Linked DNA regions of Mus musculus: region 2 is linked to region 1. Evidence: chromatin contacts called from public promoter capture Hi-C data. All regions are on one chromosome and are shown on one strand. Each heading gives the region's core, a stretch centred on a gene start, on an enhancer-like site or on the middle of the called end of the contact. The rest is flanking DNA. Distances are from core to core; before and after follow the strand shown.

Region 1 (4,637 bases), core at 1,894-4,393:
AGTATTTGGGGTTTGGGGTTTTTTGCTTATTTGGTTTGTTTTGTTTGGGTTTTTTTGTTTGTTTGTTTATTTTTTATTTTATTTTTTTGAGATAGGGTTTCCTTGTATAGCTCTAGCTGTCCTAGAATTCTCTCTGTAGACCAGGCTGTCCACAGACTCAGATTTGCCTTCACATTTGCTTTTAAATTGTCATAAAGACTAAACCATAACCTTTTCTGCAGGTAGCATGTGATTTTATCATTTTCAAAATTTATTAGGATTAAGTGATAGCAATAACTAACAAGTAGTAGTAAAAAGTTATTTGAGGATTTGGGGGGAGGGATGTTAGTTTGGGAGTTTTTTGATATTTTTTTCCCCTATACGAGAAATTTTTTAACAGGTGAATCATCTCTTTTGGTCTGATTTAGATATGGTGGAATTCCAAATTTCAGCCATCGACAGGTCAGGTATCTAGAGAAGAATGTGAAATACAAATCAAAGTACCTGGATCTGCGCAAGCAGATGCCTGTGAAGAGCAAGCACATCCTGTTCACCGAGGACTCAGGGAAACCTTTTGTCGTGTGTAAGAGTAAAGTACGGAGTAAGGTGTGTAAGTACAGAGTAAGGTGTGCAAGAGTTTAAAGTACGGAGTAAGGTGTGTAAGTACGGAGTAAGGTGTGTAAGAGTAAAGTACAGAGTAGGTAAAGTAAGGAGTAAGGCCTTCAGTTGAGACACAATTATGGTTTATAGCTTGGCTCTTTAAAGTTGTGTTCAAATGAAAAGTTCCACCCTGCAAGATTGAAGGATACAGCAAATAAATTACCACTAGCTTTACAAAGTTATATATTATGAAAACTGGATTTGAGGAATAGGGAAAGAAGTTGAGGTAATATGAAAAAAAGGGGTGTTTGAAAACTAAAATGTTTGGGCATCTAAGAAGATAAGTCAGTTAGATTGATTTGCCCGTGTAGTACATAGAAGGACAGGGGCAATTTTCTTACCTGTTTTACACAAAGTAGGATCCCAGTACAGATTCTGCTGTGGTTTTAACTGGAAGCCTGGATTCTGAGCTCATCCAAAGACTGATCATACTTTGAAGTAATAGGCTTGACCCAGAATGTAAAATACAAGCCTACTTTATAGAGTCACACTGTAACCTGATCCCTCTTAGTCTTTGCTATAAGGAAATAGAAAATAAGTGAATTAGAACATCATGTGATTGGGTGAGTTATCCTTCTACTGGGGATGGGGCATTTCTGATGATCAGAGCCTTCTTATCGTTGGTGTTGCCACCAGCTCCCTTAAAGGCAGGAGGCACAATCTCCGGCGTCTGACTTTATTGTATCTTCACTTGCTTCTGACTGCAGCATTCTAGCAAAGCATGCTACAAATTAGTAGTTTATTTTTCAGTGTGTGTGTGTGTGTGTGTGTGTGTGTGTGTGTGTGTGTGTGTGTTTCAGTGTTTCAGACTGGTCAAGGCTAGTTATAGTTTAATGACTATTTTAGTGACCTTTTTTATATCTGAAGTAGACTGCCTAGTGTCAGTCTCTCAAGACTTTGGAATGTTTTCAGAGTAATAATTTCCATACGTTTCACCTACAAAGGAATATAGAAACATCTGTATATAGTGGCCGCTATGACCTTAGTTCTCTTGGGTACAGATAGGTGGCACTTTCTCCTCAGTGTGAGGTTTTATCATTTCTCTGCCTTTCTCTGAAAGTTATTCTCAAGATCATAAAGATCTGACAGAGAAGATTCATTGTACAGCAAGTGCAAAGAAGTAACTCATCCAAACTTGGGCTGCTATTATATCTTAGCATCTAAAGACTTAGATCTACCAGCTCTGCTATTCTTACTTATTCTTTCTGAGAGAGCTCTAATTTGGGTTGTGTTTTGTTTTTAGATTTACTTATGTGTTTGTTGTGTATGTGTGTATGCCTGATACCTGTGTAGTCTACAAGACATCAGATCTCCTGGGACAGAACAGTTGTGAGGTGCCATGTAAGTGCTGGGTACAGAACCCAGGTTCTGTCTGCTGAGCTGTCTCTGCAGCTCTCATGTATCTTTCCTGCACCTTCTGATTTTATTTTAAAGACAATTGGCATTCTGTTGATGCCATGTAACTTCTTTTAAAAGAATTCTTAATAAGATCATAGGTTGCTCCCCTAAATTCCAGATAGCCCATAATTGTAGCTTGTTTGATACATTGTACTTCATGCTAATAATTTTGATAGCTTGTTAATCAAGTCACAAATGGTAAAAGGTGAGAAAATTCTATTTTCTTTATAGTTAATTTGTGTTTGTTATGGTATCTTAAAATTTCAGGTAGAAAAATTCCTAAAATGGGTTAATGAACGAGTAGATGAGGAGACATCACAGGATTCTCTTTCTCAAAACAAAATGCAAGACACTTGCACAAGCAGTGACTCAGAGGAACAAGACATGTCCTTGGAGAAAGCTGACAACCTGATGGAGACCAGAGATCCAGAACCTGAAAAATGTCAGATCATCTCTTCAGCCACTGAACTTGAAGCAGAAAAGAGTGAAGTAGGCTCCTTAGTAGCAACTGTTCCAGAGAACTGTTCAACTGAAGAAATACCAAACTCTCCCCATGCAGAAACAGAAGGTAAGAATGCATGTGCTTGGGGGCTGGAGAGATGGCTCACTGACTGACTGCTCTTCCGAAGGTCCTGAGTTCAAATCCCAGAAACCACGTGGTGGCTCACAACCATCCATAATGAGATCTGACTCCCTCTTCTGGAGAGTCTGAAGGCAGCTACAGTGTACTTACATATAATAAATAAATAAATAATAAATAAATAAATAAATAAATAAATAAATCGATCAATCAATCAATCAATCAATCAATCTTTAAGGCGGGGGGTGGTGATGGCACATGTCTTTAATTCCAGCACTTGGGAGGCAGAGGCAGGCAGATTTCTGGAGGCCAGCCTGGTCTACAGAGTGAGTTCCAGGACAGCCAGGGCTACACAGAGAGACCCTGTCTTGGAAAAAAACAAACAAACAAAACAAAAATGCATGTGCTTCCCCTTGTATGTCCTTGGTTCCCATTTCCGTAGCACGGATGCCTCTGGATAGTGGGAATGAGCTTATGGCTGTGATCCACCGCTGTGACTGTTCCTCCCTTCACCATGCTGGTTCAAATCAAGATAAACATTATCTGTGTGGACTTTGATCTCTGCTGCCACTCTGTTCCTGGCTGACAGGGCCATATCCCTCTTGAAATTGGTGAAGCACACATTTTCTTCTTGATAATTGTTTTATGTAATGGTTTGAAGGATTTTGATAGAATATCAACAAAATATATTTGTAGTAGTTGGCACTAATAAATACAAAAACTAGTATTTTTAGTGGCCAAATTTCTTTTATTAATAAAGATGAAAGTATTTGATAGAACATCACAGATAAACATTTTTACTTAGTTCATTTTGTGAACTGCTTCATGTTTGTCCTTCTGAAGCAACTATCTATTATGGTCCTTTCCTTTTATGGTTAATAAGAGTAGCCTAGTCTCTTAGTTATGGTTACTGTTTCATTATGAAACATAACTAAAAGGTAGACTAGGGACAAAAGGTTTTATTTATTTGCCTGAATCACGGTCCTTTGAGGGAAGCTGAGGCAGGAACGAGGTAAAAGAGTGCAGAGACCATGAAGGAGTGTTGTTTACTGGATGGCACAGCATGCTTTCTTATAGCATCCAGAACCATGGGGTGGGTCCTCCCACATCACTTACTAAGAAAATAACCCACATACAGGCTTGCCTACATCCTCATCTTATGCAGACACTTTTTCAGGTGACACTCTGTCGGGTGACTCCAGCTTATGTCAATTTGACGCAAAACTATCCGGCATGCTTGGTTTGATTCCTTTACTTTGTGTAGGCACACATGTACCTAAGTCTGTTACCTATCTTCTGCCTTTTTACATAGTAGACTTTGAGTGTTTTTGTGATTGTTCATTACCAGTGTTCTGACAGCTGACATTCATGTGCTACTTGGGTGCTGAGGTGGGTGAAAACAGTACTTTTCTTGCAACACTTAAGGCTATTTGTGATAAGCTGATGGGCAGATTAGGACATTCTCCTATCCTTAAAAACATTTAAGTGTAATAGAGCTCTATTTGTCAACTGTAGCCTTGTTTATATTCTGTACCAATTCTCTTCATGTATTAGCATTGCTGAATGGCTGCTTCTAATCTTCTGGAGACTGAAACCCTAATAATCAATTAATAATGGATTTTTTAAAAATAATTATTGACTGGAACTTGACCATACTCCTGAGACACCTTGTGTTCTCTAGAGTTTATATGGCCAGGGTTAGAACTTAATGGCCCTTGGAAAAATGTTGTCTTGAAATGAAATGTGACCCTGCTGGCAAACCTCAGTTTCTCAGGGGTCTAAAAGCAGGAAGACCACAAGTTCAGCAGTAGTCTGGACAAATTAAATTACCCAGACCCTGTTGATGGGTGGATGAATGGACGCATGCATGATTGATAGATAGATAGATAGATAGATAGATAGATAGATAGATAGATAGATAGATAGATAGATAGATGGCAGACAGACATTTTAAGAAAAATAATTGGGGCTTTAACTCAGTAAGAAAAATGATTGAGGTTATATTATAGCTCAGAAATTG
Region 2 (4,577 bases), core at 959-3,458, 160 kb after region 1:
CTCTCTCCTCTCACATCCATCTCTCATCCTCACACTCTGGGCAAACACTTGAAGTCTCAACTCAGTGAAAGCTACACTCAGGCTTAGGACCTTTTTGTTTCTATAAATATTTTTTGAGATAATTGGCATTCAATATGATTGTAAGAAAGAACACAGAAGGGGCTGGAGAGATGGAAATATCAGAGGTGAAAGAACACTAAATACTCTTCTAGCAGACCTGGATTAACTCCTAGCACATGGGGCAACTCTCTGCTGTCAGTAACTGCAGTTCCAGGGAATCTGATGCCTTCATTCTGGTCTCCTTGGTACCAGTCATGCAATTATGTATAGATATACATACTGGCCAAACACCCAGACACATAAAATAACATTAAAAAAAAAGGAGAGAAATGCCAGATCAAAGTAAAATAGCAATAAAGTTAAGAAACAAGTTCAATTAACAAAGAGAAAGAGAGGGGGGTGGAAAGGAAGGGAGGAAGGAAGGGAGGAGGGAGGGAGAGAGAAAGAGAGAGAGAGAGAGAGAGGAACAGAAGTGAAGGAATATGCCCCACAAAAGCCTGAACAGGAACACTCATGACTGCATTTCTCATAATAGACAGGAAAATGGTGTAGAATCCCAGCATTTATGAGAATAAAGCAGGAGACCTTTAAATTTGAGGCCAGCCTGGGCTGCATGGCAAAACTGTCTGAAAAAAAACAAAACAAAACAAACAAACAAAAAAAAAAAACAAAAGGAAAGGCAACCCGAATCTTTACCAAAAAAATAATGTATAAGCAACAATTGTTATAGCCATAGAATAAAAACTGGTATTCATGTAATGTAGATGACCCCTCAGAAGGAGCTGGTCACATGGCTGGGGAGGGGTATCATTCCATGTACTCATAGAATGTGAAATGCCCAGAACAGGCAAAGTAGGTTCCTGGCTGCTGAGGGAACTCTTTAAGAATTAATGGAAATCTTTCAAAGTAGTTTATAGTAACAACTTCACAACTATGACTAATTGTATGCCTGAAATGGACAAATAGCATGACATATGAGTTCTGTTTCAACAATGCTAGCTTGTATGTGAAATAAACAATATTGTGAGCTTCCGGGTACCACTTATCCAGTCCTGAATAATATCTCATGAAATTCTTGCAAAATATCACTACTAAAATATTGACATCAATAGTTTCACTCATTCATTCATTCATTCATTCATCTGTGAGACAGTCTTGCTGTCTATCCCTGCCTTGTCCAGAATCCACTACATAGCCCAAGCTGAGCTTGAGCTCATATCAATCCCCCTGCCTAGGACTCCTAGGTGATAGGAGCCAAAATGAAGCCTAGTTGTTTATAAATTATGTTTTCAAGAGAGGGAGGGAGAGAATGAGAGGAAAGGGCAGGGGAGGAAGAACAAGAAAGAGAAAATATGACCTGAATGTGAGTTTGGCATCACCGCAGCACCTGGAAGATTTCATCCTGCTGAACTTTAGCAGGTAGCAAGCACTGGGAGCAAAGCCAAAAGAAGAGTGAGTGGGTGCAGGTGCTGTGAGTGTCAGCCGTCAGAGGTGCCCTGCCTCACCCCTCTGGGCATCTTCACACCTCCATCCACCCATCTGAGCCTGTCTCTCAGTGAGACTATAAAGTTGCCCAGATATCGTTGGTTGGTTTTGTTTTTTTTTTTTTTTAATTGTTTGAATTGTTTACTTGTATGAATGTTTCCTTACATGTATGTCTGTGGAACTTTTGAATGTCTGATACTTAAGAAGGTCAGAAGAGGGCACTGGATTTCCACCCCCACCACCTCAGCAGGACTAACAGATGGTTGTGAGTGCCTGTCAGTGCTGAGTATGGGACCTCTGGAAGAACAACAAGTGCTCTTAACTACTGGGCCATCTCTCCAGCCCCCAGGTTTAGTTTTTCATCCTCAAGGAACATGGGAAGTAGTTTTTCACATGGGTACAAAACAAAATCCAGCCAATTAAAATTATATCATTGTTAAGTGAGTAAATTATAACTTTTGTTAATCATAATGTGTTATTCACAGACTGCCTCTCACATTAGAAGATCTGAAACACAGGGAAGAGATTCTCAGCTGTAACCTGCCCTTTGCAGGAAGAAGGCTGTTGGGATAAAAAGCGAAAGTTGTCTCTGCCTCAAGCTGTTTCCTCTTGTTTGTGTGATATGTGCATCTGCTGTGGGTGCCTTGTTTCCCCTCTGTGTTGTTAATATTCCCAGAGATCTGACTGGACAGGGAGGAGGGAGAGGAAGAGACTTCCTAGAGCTTGGTCTCTGGGAGGCTTTATTTTAAGAAGTGAAAATTTTAAATTGAGTTTTGTTTGATTAACTCTTTGATTTGGGGGGCTGGAGAGATGGCTCAGCAGTTAAGATCACTGACTGCTCTTCCAAAGGTCCTGAGTTCAAATCCCAGCAACCACATAGTGGCTCACAACAATCCGTAACGAGATCTGACACCCTCTCCTGGAGTGTCTGAAGACAGATACAGTGTACTTACTATAATAAATAAATAAATAAATAAATAAATAAATAAATAAATAAATCTGTTTAAAAAAAAAAAAACTTTGGTTGGTTCGTTTTCTGAGACAGGTCTTACTATGTAGGCCTGGCTGTCTTGGAACTCACTATGCAGGCCAGGCTGGCCTTGAACCCAGAACTCCACCTACCTTTGCCTCCTAACCACTGGGATTAAAGGCACACACTACCACTGCCTGGCTGTCTTTTTTTTTTTTAAGAGATTGATTTGTTTTTATTTTTTGTTTATGAGTGCTCACTGTGTGCATGTATGTTCACTATGCATATGCCAGAAAAGAGCTTCTAGCCCATGGAATTGGAGTTACAGATGGTTGTGATCTGCCATGTGGGTGCTGAGAACAGACCCTATGGCTCTAGGAGAGCAGTCAGGGTCCTGACCCCCTAAATCATCTCTCAAGCTGATACATTCTTATTTAGAGGCAATTTAGTGAAAACTAGTCATCAGCCAACTTCCCAAATCAATTAAGTTTTTCTGAGGTAACTCTCCATCCCTTGGTATATGTATACCTTTTAGCAAGCCAGGAATTGCTAGAATTGAAACTTTCTCAAGTTAATGTTTTCTTTTGTTGTGACAAAGTGTCACTCCACAGAAGTTCTTTATTATCCTGCCTTTTTTTTAATCTATCTAGAGCAACAATACAAATGCCTGTGACTCTAATGGAACCTTCAAATGACTGGCTTTTGGTGGGGTCTGCTGGTGTTCTGGAGCTGCAGACACAGCTGTTAAGTCATGGCTGAATCCAAATTCCTTATCAGCATTTTCAATGCCTTTAGCAGCTGCAGTATTTCCTGGCAACTTTTGCTCTGCCTCTGGAAAGCATATTTTTCATCATTTCAAAGGATGTAACAGTTTCCTGGCTCCATTGTTCTCGGGTTGATGAGTGGGAGTGACTTTGTTTCTTTAACTTTGATTCTAGAGGATGTAACAAGTCCACAGAAAAGCTATGGCAAGGATAGTAAAAAGTAATTACAAAGTCCACAGAAGAAACTTGTCAGATCCTAGAGATCCTCTTGTCCCTTCTCTACCACAGCCTCACCTGCCCCCAAACAGCTGCTGTTCTGACCTTTGTCATAATTCCCTGACTTTCCCCCTAGGGTTCTGGAAGTAGAACGTGTGCATGCAGGCAGTACTGCAGTGCCTTTTATATATACTCTGACTACTTTTATGTATGGTACAGCATGTATCAAACAGAATAGTCCAGCTTTGTCTGGGCTTAATATTAATGGGTTATGCTGAATGTATTCCCTTATTTCTTGTCTCTTTTATTAGACACTTTAAGGAATTTGTCCATGTTTTGGGGTGCCAGAACATTTAATGCATCTTCGTTGCTGTATAGTGTTGTTTGTATATGATGCAACAAATATAGAATTTTCTTCATTCATTTCTACATTCACTGGTGAAGTCAGAGTGAGTCTGGGTTGTGGCCACTGTGAACATTGATCTTATTGCGGTTTTGGTGGTGCAAGTGTGCATGAATTTTTGTTTTTCTAGGAGTAATGGATTTTCCAGTCAGGCCTCCATATGTGTGGGGTCAGTCAATGTTGGACAGAAAATATTTGGGGTGAGGGTTGCACTTACATTGAATAGGTACAGTTTTTTTTCTTTATACGTAATAATTACAGTCTAACAACTATGTACATAGCATTTGCATTCTACAAGGCATCTTAAGTTACCTATGTGATTTAAAGTATCCAGGAAATGTGCACAGGTTGGATGCAAATACTGTGCCAATTTATGTGAAAGACATCCTTGGATTTTCATATGCTCCAGGGACCTAGATCAATCCCCTGTGGACAATAGAGCTGGACCAATCCCTATGAATTATGTAGGGAAGATCACTTATGAATCATTGCTCTATGAATACTATCCACAGGGCTCAGTTCCACCTGTTCCTAGCAATATACAATAGGCCTTCTCCTGAGCAGAGGACTTGTGCCAACCGCATGGGTCCAGTGTAGCACCCCCTGTGGTGACTCAGAAGGAGGCTACTCCATCAACCTTTGGGATTTCATCACAAAGCTCTGCTGTTAGCATTCAGTA

Evidence for each region. Capture Hi-C pulls out chosen DNA fragments and counts their contacts.
Region 2: a promoter capture Hi-C map of liver shows a contact between it and region 1. The contact joins two enhancer-like sites. A contact is called at or near these places in 2 of 9 other capture datasets (adipose tissue and liver).

What each region holds. Positions count from the first base shown.
Region 1 is chr4:3,593,053-3,597,689 of GRCm38.p6, forward strand. It overlaps Tgs1 (trimethylguanosine synthase 1), which reads left to right. Exons shown (of 13, transcript NM_054089.4): 7 at 408-585; 8 at 2,305-2,605. Among named protein-coding and RNA genes, the nearest start is that of Tgs1, 20 kb to the left of the region's middle. Within about 2 kb of position 3,144, at least 4 of the 459 cell types and tissues checked have an H3K27ac peak or open chromatin away from gene starts, as enhancers often do. A contact at or near this core is called in liver, where this site is marked.
Region 2 is chr4:3,749,028-3,753,604 of GRCm38.p6, forward strand. All of the region lies in intron 8 of Lyn (LYN proto-oncogene, Src family tyrosine kinase), which reads left to right. Among named protein-coding and RNA genes, the nearest start is that of 6330407A03Rik, 36 kb to the left of the region's middle. Within about 2 kb of position 2,209, at least 7 of the 459 cell types and tissues checked have an H3K27ac peak or open chromatin away from gene starts, as enhancers often do. A contact at or near this core is called in liver, where this site is marked.